Linked DNA regions of Mus musculus: region 1 is linked to region 2. The links are chromatin contacts, called in public HiChIP or PLAC-seq maps. All regions are on one chromosome and are shown on one strand. Each heading gives the region's core, a stretch centred on a gene start, on an enhancer-like site or on the middle of the called end of the contact. The rest is flanking DNA. Distances are from core to core; before and after follow the strand shown.

What was found. HiChIP or PLAC-seq counts read pairs in DNA pulled down with a chosen protein or histone mark.
Region 1: a contact with region 2 is called in an H3K27ac HiChIP or PLAC-seq map of microglia, with 5 times the contacts expected there. The contact joins the promoter of Tgfbi here to the promoter of Tifab in region 2. A contact is called at or near these places in 2 of 39 promoter capture datasets (the C10 cell line and hippocampal neurons), 1 of 484 Hi-C or Micro-C datasets (embryonic stem cells), 1 of 115 datasets of contacts at active chromatin or transcription factors (microglia) and 1 of 9 other capture datasets (liver).

The regions. Positions count from the first base shown.
Region 1 is chr13:56,604,549-56,611,367 of GRCm38.p6, reverse strand. Tgfbi (transforming growth factor, beta induced) reads right to left here and starts at 1,782. Exons shown (of 17, transcript NM_009369.5): 1 at 1,588-1,782. The coding sequence starts at 1,721.
Region 2 is chr13:56,175,870-56,182,319 of GRCm38.p6, reverse strand. Tifab (TRAF-interacting protein with forkhead-associated domain, family member B) reads left to right here and starts at 3,435. Exons shown (of 3, transcript NM_001168615.1): 1 at 3,435-3,773; 2 at 5,188-5,415; 3 at 5,687-6,450. The coding sequence starts at 5,692. The coding sequence ends at 6,135. Gm31657 (a long non-coding RNA gene) reads right to left here. Exons shown (of 8, transcript XR_382472.1): 3 at 2,081-2,266; 4 at 1,063-1,169.

The DNA.
Region 1 (6,819 bases), core at 533-3,032, 430 kb before region 2:
GGCTGGCCTCAGAGATAGATCTTACACGATATCTCTAGAGACCTTTCACTGTGGCTGTTGACATTGCAGCTCTGGGTTACGACACTGCAGGGTGACCTGTGGTGATCTTAGTGGTTAGGAGGAAGGAGGGAACAGAACTGAATGCAACATTCAAGAAAGGCAGTGGGACCCAAAGGTGAACCGGGCAGGGATGAGAGATGCTCTGGCTTTCCATGTTTGGCTCTGAGGCTTCAAATCTGCATTTTTCCTATCTGCCCTCTCAATCCTTCATACCCACAGCCTAAGTTAAAATATGACCCAAGGACCTTTTCCACTGCCTGTCTCCTTTCAGGAGGCCGTGAAGCCTGGCTTGGTTCTGTTCTGCCTGTGGCCAGTCCCGCACCCAGCAACTTGTTTTGCCCCAAGCACTGAACATCTGGGGGGGCTACAAGAGACTGGAAAGCCACATGCAGAAGAAAGGTAACTTCTCCCTAAAATTCGCATCCTTTACTCGAGTCCAGAGTCTACCCAGTTGCTGGAGGCTGAAGCTGTGTCTGGGTCTAAAAAGACAACCGCCACTGGCCACATGGTTTGTTTTTCCTTTAGATCTGAATATAGATCTGTGTAGTCTGTTGGAGAGTTGGGAATAGCCTGGGGTGCGAATGCCTGATCATGGGCACCAGGCCTCCCCGGAAGTCAGTACTCTACTTTTCCCATAGAGTTTTCCTCTAGTATAAATGATGTTCATACACCCAGGTAGTCTGGACATGCAACAAAGCTGGGCTCTGTTTGGAGCAGGCATGACCTGGTTGTGTGTAGAAATACCATGCCAGGCTCTTCATCAGGGCAAAGCCTTGGCCAGAGTGCGTCTCCGAAAACTTACACATCTGCAACATCTCAGAGAAATACCTGAAGCACCAATGTCCCACGTTTACAAAGCTGCCTGTCGCTTTAAGACAGATGCCAGTCCTGACTCCAGGACATACTGCAGGGCAAAATGGTTCCTTCTCAGGACTCGGTTTCCCAATCTGTCTAGCATGTATAAAGGGTGGTGAAGCCTCCTGCTCTACATCTTTGGCCAGCAAGCACTGTTGGTGTTGAGTGTTTGGGTGCAGAGCAATACCAAATGCATAGGAGTAGTGGGCACCTAGCTAGGGTCCTGCCACCAGGTATGACCAGTAACACTCCTGGAATCAATGGACAGTGACCTGCCTGGTTTTCCCCTCTATGGTAGGTAGGTACTGTCTCAGGGTGATGGTGATTCTGCGTTGAGAGCTGCCAACGCCCCCTTCTACCTAGAGTCAAGAAAGGAGACTGATAGTCCCCTAGACTGTTTCATGCACTTTTGTCTGACTCTGTGGTCACTGGCCAGTGCCCCCAACCCTTTCTTCACAAACTGTTCCACTGTGTCCCCTTATCTCATCAACCTCCACGCAGGTTTGGTCTTTCTATGCAATGGCTAATATTCCTTCGGGCTTTGTCGTCCCCCACCTCCACTCCCCCGCGCGCGCACCCCTGGCCAGGTATGATGTCCCCAGCTGAGCACACTGGCAGTTCAGTGACCTGTCCTATGCTCACGCCTCCCATCACAGAGCGGCTGGGACTTACCCGTGCTGGCGACCCCGGAGCCGGCTATGCTGCAGCACCAGCTGGTAGGGTGACTTGGCGGGACCTGCAAGGGTCCCAGCGGGGCCCACAGACAGTGCCAGAGCGAGGGTCAGCAGTCGCATGAGGAGCGCCATGGAGCTGGAGCACGCGCGGACCCACGATGAAAGCAGGCGCGGGCGGTGCTGGTGAAGTGAGAGCAGCGGGGCAGCGCGCGCTGGGTTTAGTAGCCCGAGGGAGGGAGCGGCAGAGGGAGGGGAAGGGCAGCCGGCGCCTCCCAGACCACGCCACTACTAAGCACCCGCGCCCTCCTGCACCGCCCAGCTCACACACCCCCTCCCACTTCGCACAAAGTGCGGGTCCAAAGGAACTAGTCCTCAAGTTTCAGTTTCTTAAGGTGTTCATGCTTAGAGCCCGAAGATAGCTCTCTAGCAGACTGCAGGAAGCCAGAGGGTCTGTGCTGACTCCCTCACACTTAGGCACGGACAGACTGGCCTCTGCAGTCCAGATGCATCAGCCCTGCTGATACACTGTAGAGGAGGAGTAAGTCTTCCTGTTGACAGACCGTAGAAAAGTGGGAAGGGTGGGGCTCACACCTTGGCATTCAGGAATCCCTCACCTGGCTTCAATAAAGATCTGTGAATGTGAGGTAGATGCTGCCAAGAGATAGATCGGCTAGGAACCATGCCTTGGATGAGCTTGAAATATGCCAACGGTCACATGGTAGGGAGGTGAGAACTCGCCCTAGCATCTATTAACCACCCTCCCCTTACCTGCTTCTACTAGTCCCAGGGGTGAGCTCTCAGTGCTTGGGAGAACATGGGCCTAGCAAAGATGTAGAGAGGCAGCTGGGGCATTAGGAGTCTGGAGTAGGCACCTGACCTAGGCACAGTATGGCACAGTATGGCAGCGGCCGCTTTTAGATCTGAAGGCAGAACAGGATTTGGCCAGGCCAAAGGAGGATGGTTTAAGAGGACCCAGGCATCCAGTTCAGCAAAGCGCGCTGGGTGGAGAGTAGAGCAGAAAACAGCAGTGTATCATCAGGGCTCCAAGCTAAGAATCTGCCAGTGTTGAGGAAGCAAGGGAATGGCCCAGTTGATGTCCTGAGCAGGCAGCAGGAGGGTCGAGTGAGCAGGAGGGGACCACATTGGAGCTTGAGCGACTGTGGTGGAAGTGGAGAAGGGATGGACGTATGTCTAGAAGAAGACAATAGTCTCAAGGGAACATAGGAGCTACAGGTGCTGGTTCACCTTGATTGCCCACTGGGTTGGGCTGGCAAATGCCCAGGGGCATCGGCGAAGCTCATCACTGAATGGTGTTTTGGGAAAAACAGTGGTCCAAAGGTAAAGACCCGTCTTGAATGAAGGTGGCGTCATGCCATGGGATAGGGTCATGGGTTGAATAAAAGGGGGGGGGTGGATAAGGTGAACATGAACATCCCACACTCTGCCTGGCAACCCAGAGAGATGTGAGCACTCGGCCTCCTGCTGCCTGCCTTCCCAGCCACAAGGACTGTGCTCTGAACTGTGAGCTGAGACAAAAGACAAACCTCCTCTCCTGAACTGCTTCTTGTCAAGCCTTGTCCCTGCAGTGGGAAAAGCCACTGGTACACCATGTGCCTAGGGACAAAGAAGAATCAGGGATACATAAGGTGTTTGAGTTCCGGACACTGTGGTGGCTGCTGCTGCTGCTGCTGCTGTTTTTCATAAGAAGGGCACGGAGATGGGTGTCTGTTGCCAGGGACGGATGAGTAGCTTGGGACCTGATGAGTTTGAGGTGCACATGACTCATCTCGATGGAATGTCCACAGACAGCCCAATCCAGGGCTCCAGGGAAGGGTAAAAGGTGGAGATCCAGATCTGGAAGCCATTCTTTAATGAGGGGACAGGGAGCAAGAGGCATCAGTGATTTGCTGGAGGGGAGGTCCAAGCAGAGAGTGGTCCCTCGAAGGATGCTAATAACCGAGTGGGTGGAGGTGGGAGATGCAGTGGGAGGAAGGAGGCCTTGATGGAGGAACAGAGAGAAAGGCTGCACACAGAGCACACCTAAGCAACATTCGCTCTGCTAGAAAGCAAGCCGCATCTCTGAATCCGATGAGTGTCTGGTCTAGGGTGCCGGAAAACATCCGGAGAGAGAGAGTCAAGTGCGGGCTGGATCCCAGAAAGCCTCCCTGGAGGCCAGGAGAGGTGGCCGTGCTAACTTGGGGAAGAGTCTGGGAGGCACACTTTCCACCTTCCAGTCTAGCACCCCCATCTCCCGAGAGATGGAGGAGGGGTCTGAGCGAGGCTAGTTAGTGATCTCACCCATCCTCACTCCCCTCTCCATAAAACTAACATTCGATGAGTCGAGTTTTTCCATGAGCTCAGTACGGGGATCACAGTAATGCTTCAGTTACTGTTTAGATATTTTTAAAAATTCCACCGCAGGCTCCACACTGCCCCAAACCATAAAAGGCAGTAATGTAAACATACCCCCCCATGGTAATAGCTGCTGCTTCAAAGAGGGTGATGTTGCTGGTGATGTTGCTGGGTAGGGAGGCCCTCCAGCCCCATGACCTGGAGGCACCAGGGCAGAACACAGACCTTTCATTTGAGAAGCTTTTTTTTTTCTTTCTTTCCACGGAAGAAAATCTAAACAAGAGAAAACGAGGCTTGTTTGGAACAATAATTACTAGACCTTTACAAGGTACTTTAGAAAAATAGCTGCTTTGTGTTTAGTGGCACAACCAAGCTCACCAAGAGCTATTTGAAAACAACTTCAGACTGTGCAGACAGTGGCCCTTCAGCAGCAAAAGACAAGCTAATGTTTCCAATGAGCCTTTGCATGGGATCCTGTGTTTATGGACGTGAAGGTGGGCATCAGGCCAGCTCAGGCTCTGCTCCTCCCACCCCCAAGTTCCCGGTGAGATGCTTGAGCATCAAGGGAAACGGTCAAAGCTTTTCCAGAGGACACTCAGCCCCTCCAGACTGCCCCGTGTGCAACCTAGAAGGAATGGGAAATTAAACCAACATGCTTCTTTTGTCACGCAGCACCGTGCTCCCGTGCGTGCGTGCGTGCGTGCGAGTGAGGCGCGTAGGCGAGAAGCAGCAGCCCTGTTTGTGACACTTAAGGGCTGACTAGGGATCTAGGTGAGCTTTCCAGAGCTCTCCCACAGCCTTGCCACTCCAGGTGTGACGTGCGGAAAGGCAGCATCCCCAACATTGGAGAATGCGTTAGGAAAGCGGCCCTCTGCAGACCCACAGAGTGAGGCTCCACATTTTGACAGGGTCCCTTAGTGAGGTTCCCTAGAAGCCCTGGCTCCTGTTAGATGTTAGATGGGCAACCTTCAGGTGAGGATAAGGTATGAATCAAATGATTGACCCAAAAGGAATAAAGTGGAGTATTTACCCCAGAAAAATCTCAGCTCATGTTGAGGTTAGCTCCCATGTGGATGACCATCAAGGTGTGGCCACCAAGTGGCTTTTCCTCTAAGTCTTCTTGTTGATAGTGACCCCTGCACTCTGCACAGGGACAGGAAATTGGGCTCCAGGTCGTCTTCTTCCCTCTACCCCATCCATCCTCACTCATTTCCAAGGCTCCAAGGGAGGCTAGGACAGACCAAGATTTGTGACAGTTGGGTCTTCAGACAAAGCCACAGCTTTGGACTTCCCAGCCAATGGAAGCAGCAGCTGTCACAGCCCCAAAGCAATACTAGGCTTCCAGGTTTTGCCCCTAACGGCACCAGGCTCCAGGTTTGCTCTGCTCAATGGCTTGCTGTTTTCCTGTCTCCAAACACTGGTTTTCTTCATGAGAGTTTGCCAAATGTTACTCGCTGGTTAGAACCCAAATTTGTTTTCCAGGGAAATTGATTTTTCATAAGAGAGCTTCATTGATTTGGCTCAGCTGAAATCGCTGAGAAAAACCCAGGGCATCCTTGGGGTTGCTTTAACTGCCTAACCTCAAATACCTCTGCAGAGTGATGCCCAAGGTCTGTGGTTGGCTGGCTTGTGGGACCAGGTTTAACCACATCATTCCGCCGCTTCCCTGGCTGTGTATCTTTTTCTCCAGGGCGGGCAACGGTCCAGAGAGCTAGACAGCACCAGGTGGCTGTGCATCCTGAAGTCAGGAACTCACGCAGCTCTCTAGCCCACACATCCTTTGGACATCCTTGCTGATGGCACCATTCAAGGTTGGAAACCGTACATATGGGTTTACCTCTCCTCTCCTTCTGATTCCCGTACGCCTTCTGTTATCAACACAAATGTTCTTTCCAAACCTTCCTTCAAAGTTTCCTATCCCTCTCTAACCCTAGTACACCCAGATTCCTGTTGCTCCTCCTCTTATTGACCCTCAGACAGCTCCAGAACACCATCTCCTACCCTAGCCCTTCATCCATCTTCTCAGCATCGCCTCTCTATCCCAACCCATCAAACAAGGCTCTCCTAGACACTCCTAACAGCTACTATGGAAGGGAATTTATGGAAGAAAATCCAGACTTCTCTGTTGATATTTTTCTTTCTATGTACAAAGAAAGGAACACCGAGTTAATACAGAAAGTTTGGCAAATATGGGAAAAAGACTAGATTGGTGGAGAATCCATCCATAGTACCGATAGAAAAGACTTCATGATATACAACTCACCTTTCATGCACCTGACACCCAAGTCCCCTTCAGAATTACTCCCCTGATTTCCCTCATCTGCTTGCCCATGTATGCCATGGGCAGCCAGCTCCTGCAGGGCAAACCTCCTTGTCTCCTCCCCTCACAGCCCCAACAGCTCCCTCCCCCATACCCCAAGTGCACACATATTGACACTTCCATAACCAACGTTACCTTTAACAAGTCTTGCTCAGGCAGATTACTTAACTTTTCTGGGCTGGGGCTTTTCCTTTGGCTCCATTTTCTGGATTTGCCCACTTGAAGGAGCCTCTCATTTTGAGGGTGAAAGTCTGTCTTGTCAGGCAGTCTGTGTGTTTGTCCCATGGTCCTTTTATAAACCCCATTATAAGACACCATGGAAACAACTTGATATTTATGGTCCATTGGTGGGCTGCCCTGCTGAGTTTTGGACGGTCTTATCTAAATCATTTTTGGTGCATTCTTGCTTTTACCAATTCAGAGATCTGGGTTAGAAAGCGACTTCTTTGGGAGAAGCCACTAACGGTGTCTAGGACCACACAGTCATGTGTGGCTTCTGGGTCAGGCTAGAACTCTGAAGGGCTCAAAGGAACATTATTGCTGCACCCACTGAAAATA
Region 2 (6,450 bases), core at 2,186-4,685:
ATTTACTTCATTACGATTAAAATGGAACTTATGTGAAGCTCCCACATGGTGGGGATTCTACTCCCAAACTATCTTGTTTGAAGCCCAGATTGGGGCTCCTTAAGAATGTAAGGTTTGCCTGTACGAGTCTCTTCTAAAAGCTCCTCCCCTCAGGTATATTCTGGACCTTCAGCCCAAGGTCCTGCAGAAACTGAGTCAGCAGACCTTGCTGTTAGGCACGTTGACACATCTCATTTAGTACCCCAGACTGCACCCACTTCGCCTGTCTGACTGCAGGAAACTGAGGTCCGGATAGGGTGCCTGACTTGAGGTCACACAATGGTTACTTGAACGAGCAAACCTCAGACACAAGTGTGCCTGGGAATGGGCTGCTGAGGGGAAGGTCTGAGAAAAATGGTTGTTAGTCTCTGGCCTCTCCAACTGGTCCCGGATAGGCTCATCTCACTCAAACAACCGCCCTTTGGACTCCACTGGACTCCAGTGCTAGATACCCAACAGCCAGTCGTCAGAGGGACCTTCTGAGCAAGGGCAGGAGGTTGTCCTTCTGTTTCTCCTGACTTTCTTTTCCTACCCACGTGGCTCCCACCTTCCGCCTAAAATGCTGACAGTAAGCATTGCCTCTCCACACCAGCCCGAGTTCCCATTACATCCAGAGACGGACCCTGGGCAGAACTTCCCCTTGCCAGATGAGTCCCCTGCGTGTTTCACTTCCCTTCCTCCATGGGAAACGTTCTTAGCCCAGTTTCTGCATGGCAGGAACTGTAAACTTGTGTCTTATGCCCACACTCTTGTTGAGGCGTGACTGTAGCAGGGTGGTGGGCAGAGGGTGTTCCATCTGCAAGAGAGACACTCAGAGGAGTGGCAGAGGCCCACATCTGGCCCAGCTCTGCAGTCAGAGAAGCAGTGATCATCACTGAGCTATTGTGTAAACTAGAAGGCCAGTAGACATGGGGAACACTGAGATGGAGCTCCTCTGGAAAGAAGGGCTTGGCTGTCTTCAGGCTTGAGAGACCTGTGTAGGCAAAGACTCAGAAGACGTGCCCTTCTGTGCAACAGACTCACCCAGCTCTGTGTATGCAGTCAGTCCCTGAGGCACCTCACTGTGGCTCTTGGGCTTTGACTCATCCATCCATCCATCCATCCATCCATCCATCCATCTGAGGTTGTGGCTTTTGTGTTTTATAAAAGAAAAAGAAGCCAGGGATATGTTTGGTAGAGTGAGGTATGGTGAGGTGGGAGGGGTGCCTGCAGACCTATGTGAGGCATCCCTTCCCCCTAAGGTACCATCCATAGAGTATGGAATAGAGTTTATTTAGGGCATGGGGAGGGGAGTTGAGGGGGTAGTAGAGGCAGAGAAAGGGGGGGGCAGAGAGAGAGAGAGAGAGAGAGAGAGAAGAGGAATAGAGACCAGCCATGAACATGTGAAGAGGGGAGGGGAGGGAAATGGGGAGAGAGGGGACAGAGGGAAGAGAGCAAGAGAGGAGGGGGCAAACAGCCCCTTTTATAGTGAGTCAGGCACACCTGGCTGTTGCCAGGTAACTGTGAGGCAGAGCCTAGAAGAAATGCTAACAGTGGCTGTTTTCATGGAGTAGGATACAGCACTGGCAATGAGCCTGAGGTCCTATCCAGCTGTTCAACCTACACATGGCTTTTCATCCTCCCAGGCCATCAGTAAGCCTGCAACATCCTTGGAGCTACTCCTTGGGCTGGAGCCACTTCTTGGGCTACTATTGTCACCCTGTTTTACTCCTCCTCTTTCAATGCCAGGAGGACCTGGGCACAGGTGGTGGGGGAAGGGTGCAGAAAGGGCAGGTGGAGGTTCTAAAGCCACATCCATCCATCCATTGAGCTAAATGCCTCTTAAAAGCACCCTGTTCCCAGCCATCAGTGGCTCTGAGAGGCAGCCTGGCTCATTCCCACCTAGCCCGAATCATTGATGACAGAGTAAGAACTCCCCTCATCCCAGACCCAGAAGACTATCCCCAAAGCATGGCCTAGAGGGACTCTGTGGCCCAGCAAACAAGGAATTCCACTATGGGCAGGCCTTGGGGACTGGGGATCAGTCCACCGGGGTCCTCACCTGGTTGTGCCGGAGATTGATTATGTGACCCTGGTAAGTCACCTCTGAGCTTTGGAGTCAGTGATGAAATCACTGACTCTAGGGTAGACTGGGGAATAGCTGGGTCTCCGAGCTCCCCTGAAGAGCAAGCAGCCTCTGAGCCTCGAAGGCACTGTGCTGGAGGACTCAGCACATCAGCAAATCCTCCTGAAAGCAGACAGCGGGAGAACCTCTGGAATGAGTGAGTCTCTGCTCAGGGAAAGCAATGCATGATGGTCCCCTCTCTCGTTCTACCCAACCCAACTGTAGGCCAGGATTGGGCTATCCTTGTTCCACCTGCGTATGTGTCCTCCTTATTCTGCTGGCCTTTCTAAGCACACACAGCCTTCATTGAAACTGCTTTTTGTCCCATTCTCCATCTATTAGCTTGATATTACAGAGACATTATTATTCTTTTAGCGATTATACATGAAATCAGAGCACGTGTCCTTACATTATTATGTCTAGCAGCAGTTTATGTCCTTGCATCCTGGACAATGGAAAGGAATTTGAAACTCTGTAACTATATGTAACCATTCCACCTAGATTGGCTTTAATAATACATACATAAGTGTTTATGTATTTTAAATACATATAGAATATATACAATGAAGCCCATCTTAAGATGTCATCATTGTTTCATTGAGCTGGGCCAGCAAGTCACTCTTCAGTGACAGGATCCTGAGGGAAAAAAAGGCAATGGGATCAGAAAATAAAGAAGGTAGGAGGCTGGAGAGATGACTCAGTGGTTAAGAGCACCAACTGCTCTTCGGAAGGTCCTGAGTTCAATTCCCAGCAACCACATGGTGGCTCACAGCCACCCATAATGAGATTTGACACCCTCTTCTGGTGTGTCTGAAGTCAGCTACAGTGTTCTTACATACAATAATAAATAAATAAATAAATAAATAAATAAATAAATAAATAAAAACTAAAAAAAAAAAAAAAAAGGTAGGCAATTGTACTCCGGAGATCTCATCCAAGGTCTGTCTTATGCCAAGCAGGTTAATTCAGAAGTACAGTATCTTAAATGTCATTTTAAGGAGAGAAATGGGACAAAGTCAGCAGGTGGCCTTCTGCATGCAATAAATGAGGCCTATTCCCATGAGTGCCCATGCACTACTGTCCCTTCCCATGAGTGTTCATGCTCTCCTGTCCCCTCCCATGAGTACCCACATGCTCCTGTTCCTTCCCATGAGTGCCCACAGGCTCCCTTCCCCTGTGTCTCAGTCTCTTCTGAGACTCCCTAGAGATCCTCCATTACGTACGGCTTCCTTGACCAACCCCAGACAGTTGGAAGGAACCTCATAACCCAGGAACTCCCTGTCAGCAGCTCTCTGCCCTCAGAGGACAGAAGAAGCTGATACTCTGTGGTCTCTGAGGCTGAAATAATAGAGGCTGGAGCACCGAGACCCAGGAAAGCGTACCATCCGGAGGCCCCTCCTAGAGAGGCACCCGTTTCACAACTCAAGCAAGCGGTTCCACTTCTGCAAGAGAAAATAATACTTCAATTTCATTCCTAGAGGAAAAAGGAAGAGCGGCAGAGCTGACGTGCTCTCTGACACAGTGCACGCCCGAACCACGGACGCGCTTGCCTGCCCAGGTCTTCCTCCAGCCCAGGTCCTGCCTGATCACACAGCTGCAGAGTTAGTGCCAGGTGTACCCCGGAGGTAAGGTAGGTGAAGGTCGTGGGGACCAGGACCCCCAGGGAGGCTGGTGAGGCTAGGAGAGGAACCCTGGCCAGAGCCAGCACCTTTCCATTTGTCAGCAGCCATGGTAACTATTAAGAGGTTTGGGTTTCTGTTCTCCCCAATCAACTGGGATCCAAGACAAACAAGTCTGCCTCTGCAGGAGTGCTGCTTCCATCAGACATGACTGCTCGGCACTCAGAGAGAGATCCCACAGGGCCACGTTTACTTTCAATATCATTGGGCCATGACACTGACTTTGTAAAGGATGAACTCTGTACTCTCACCAAGTCCAAGGGCACTGGTGCCCAGCCCTCCATCCTGGGCTCAACCTGAATCCTGCCTCAGGAAGAAATGGTCTTCAGGGTCAGAAGGCAGTAGCCTGAGGTGTATCCATCTGTCTGCTGGGGAAAGGGTATCCTCGGGGGAATGGGGGGACAAGGCCCCACTACCAACTATATCCCCATTGATATACTACCTTCAAAAAACAACAGCGCAAAAGCCTGGCAAACTAGCACAGGCTCCCTATCCCACAGCCTTCAAGAACTAGGCTCCCATTTTCATTGGGCTGAGAGATGACTTCTGTATGTGGGTATATCCTTACCTATTTTTTTTTTAGCAGGTATGCCTCCAGACATTTTCTGTGGTCTGGTGCTATAGGGACTACAGGGTGGGTCATACCCTATGCCTGGGAGACAGAAGTGGAGCTTGAGGAAGACAAGAGCCTGTGGAACTCTGGGAGCCTGGGAGTTGGGGGAATGCAAACATGAAAAGTTAGGGGTTGGCCAGGTGTCCTTGTGGTTGATGTCACAGGACAGAGACAAGGTCACTTTCCTCAGGGAAGAAAGCATTTGAACCAGGCCCTGAAAGATGAGCAATGTTTTCCCCACAGAGTTTAAGATAGAACATGTCTTCTTAGCAGAAAATATATATATATTGCAGACCAAAGCCAAGTGCTAGAGAAAGAATATAATTACTGTGGAACCTCACTCGGCCCTTGGTTCTTGCTAAAAGTGGCAATAAATCCTAGGTGGTGTGGGGCGTGTAGATATGACCGTGTCTACTCTTTAAAGCCAGGCAGGGACCAAGCAGACCCTGGATGGGGCCTTCCCACATGCCCCTTGGACACTGAAGGACAAGTTCCTGGAGGTGGAGCTGTAGGACCTTGTGTGGATTTACTGGTGCTCCTGAGGGTCTTCAGTGAGCCAGATTTTCCTTCTGTCCACTGTCTCCACCAGGAGCTACCGTGGCCCAGATGTTCAGGAAAGGCAAGCCCTGAACCTGGTGTTGGGGCCCCTGAACCAAGTGCTGGGCTCGCTGGAAGCACCCCCAAGAAGGTGCTCGATGTTTTTACTTCCATGGGGTACTCAGGGTCCTTTTCCATTGCTATGTACCCCCTAGCTGGAGGCACCATATCTTTCCCTTCAAGAGCGGTGCTCCCAAGAGCAAAGGCCTATCTCCACAGCACCTGGATTGACACCTGGCTCGAAGAAGACTCTGCAAGAGTTTGTTTGTTGCATGCCTGCCAGATTCAAGAAAGCCTGTCCTGTCTGCTCATCTGTTCCTATAAAGCAAGGACAAACTGTCTCCAAATGGCCTGTGGACTATCAGGCGCCACCCTGTAAGCTGGTAAGCTTTATTCCTTGCTGAGAAGGAAGGGCACACCTGTGTTATAAAACAATACAATTTGGAGAGGATGGGCAGTTATGTCCTGTTGGAGTATAGGGAGATGGAATTCCAAGTTTAGTGTCAACCTCCACCCCATCCCAGCTTGGGGAGAATAACTGTATCTATTTACACATGGTCCTCATCAGCAAGATGTGGCCCCAAGATCTCTAAGTAGGCAGCTTGCCTGGGCTCAGAAAACTACAGAAGTGTGTCTTTGTCATGTTCTTCCCAGGATCTATGGAGAGGCCCCTCACAGTCCTGCAGGTGAGCCTGTACCACCCTACACAGGGCCCGGTCGCCTTTGCCCACGTCCCACAGCAGCTGCAACATGACGCCAGCCGGCTGTTGGTTGGGCGAGGACAGAACACCCATCTCCAGCTGCAGCTGCCACAGTTGTCTCGCTACCATTTGTCCCTGGAACCCTACCTGGAGAAAGGCAGCAGTCTGCTGGCCTTCTGCCTCAAGGTGCTGACCCGCAAGAGCTGTGTGTGGGTCAACGGGCTGCCACTGAGGTACCTGGAGCAGGTTCCCTTGGGCACCATCAACAGAATCTCCTTCTCTGGCATCCAGATGCTAGTCCGCAAAGAGGGGGGAGCCTCCCTTGAGACCTTTGTCTGCTACTTCCATCTCAGCCCTTCACCCCTGATTTACAGACCCAAGGCTCAGGAGACAGATGAATGAACCGGGAAAACTCTGTTAAGAAAGAGACTCCCCCTGTTTTGGGGGAGGCAACTCATGAACTCTCGAGGTCTCTCCACAGCCCCTCCCAGTCTCAGACAGCTGCTTCCCTGCCAAGCCCGGAAGAAGCAATAGAAACAAAGTTGCAGAAGGGGCCCTCAGACAATGCACCCCACTAGCCCTGCTGCTTGAGAGCAAACCTGACAAAAATAGGGTTTGAGATGGTAGAGCTATATCCTGTGAGGTTGACACACAGAGTTCACATGTAAAGCCTGCTGGCCGCCATGTTCACAGGGAACTGATTCTGTAAACTTTGAG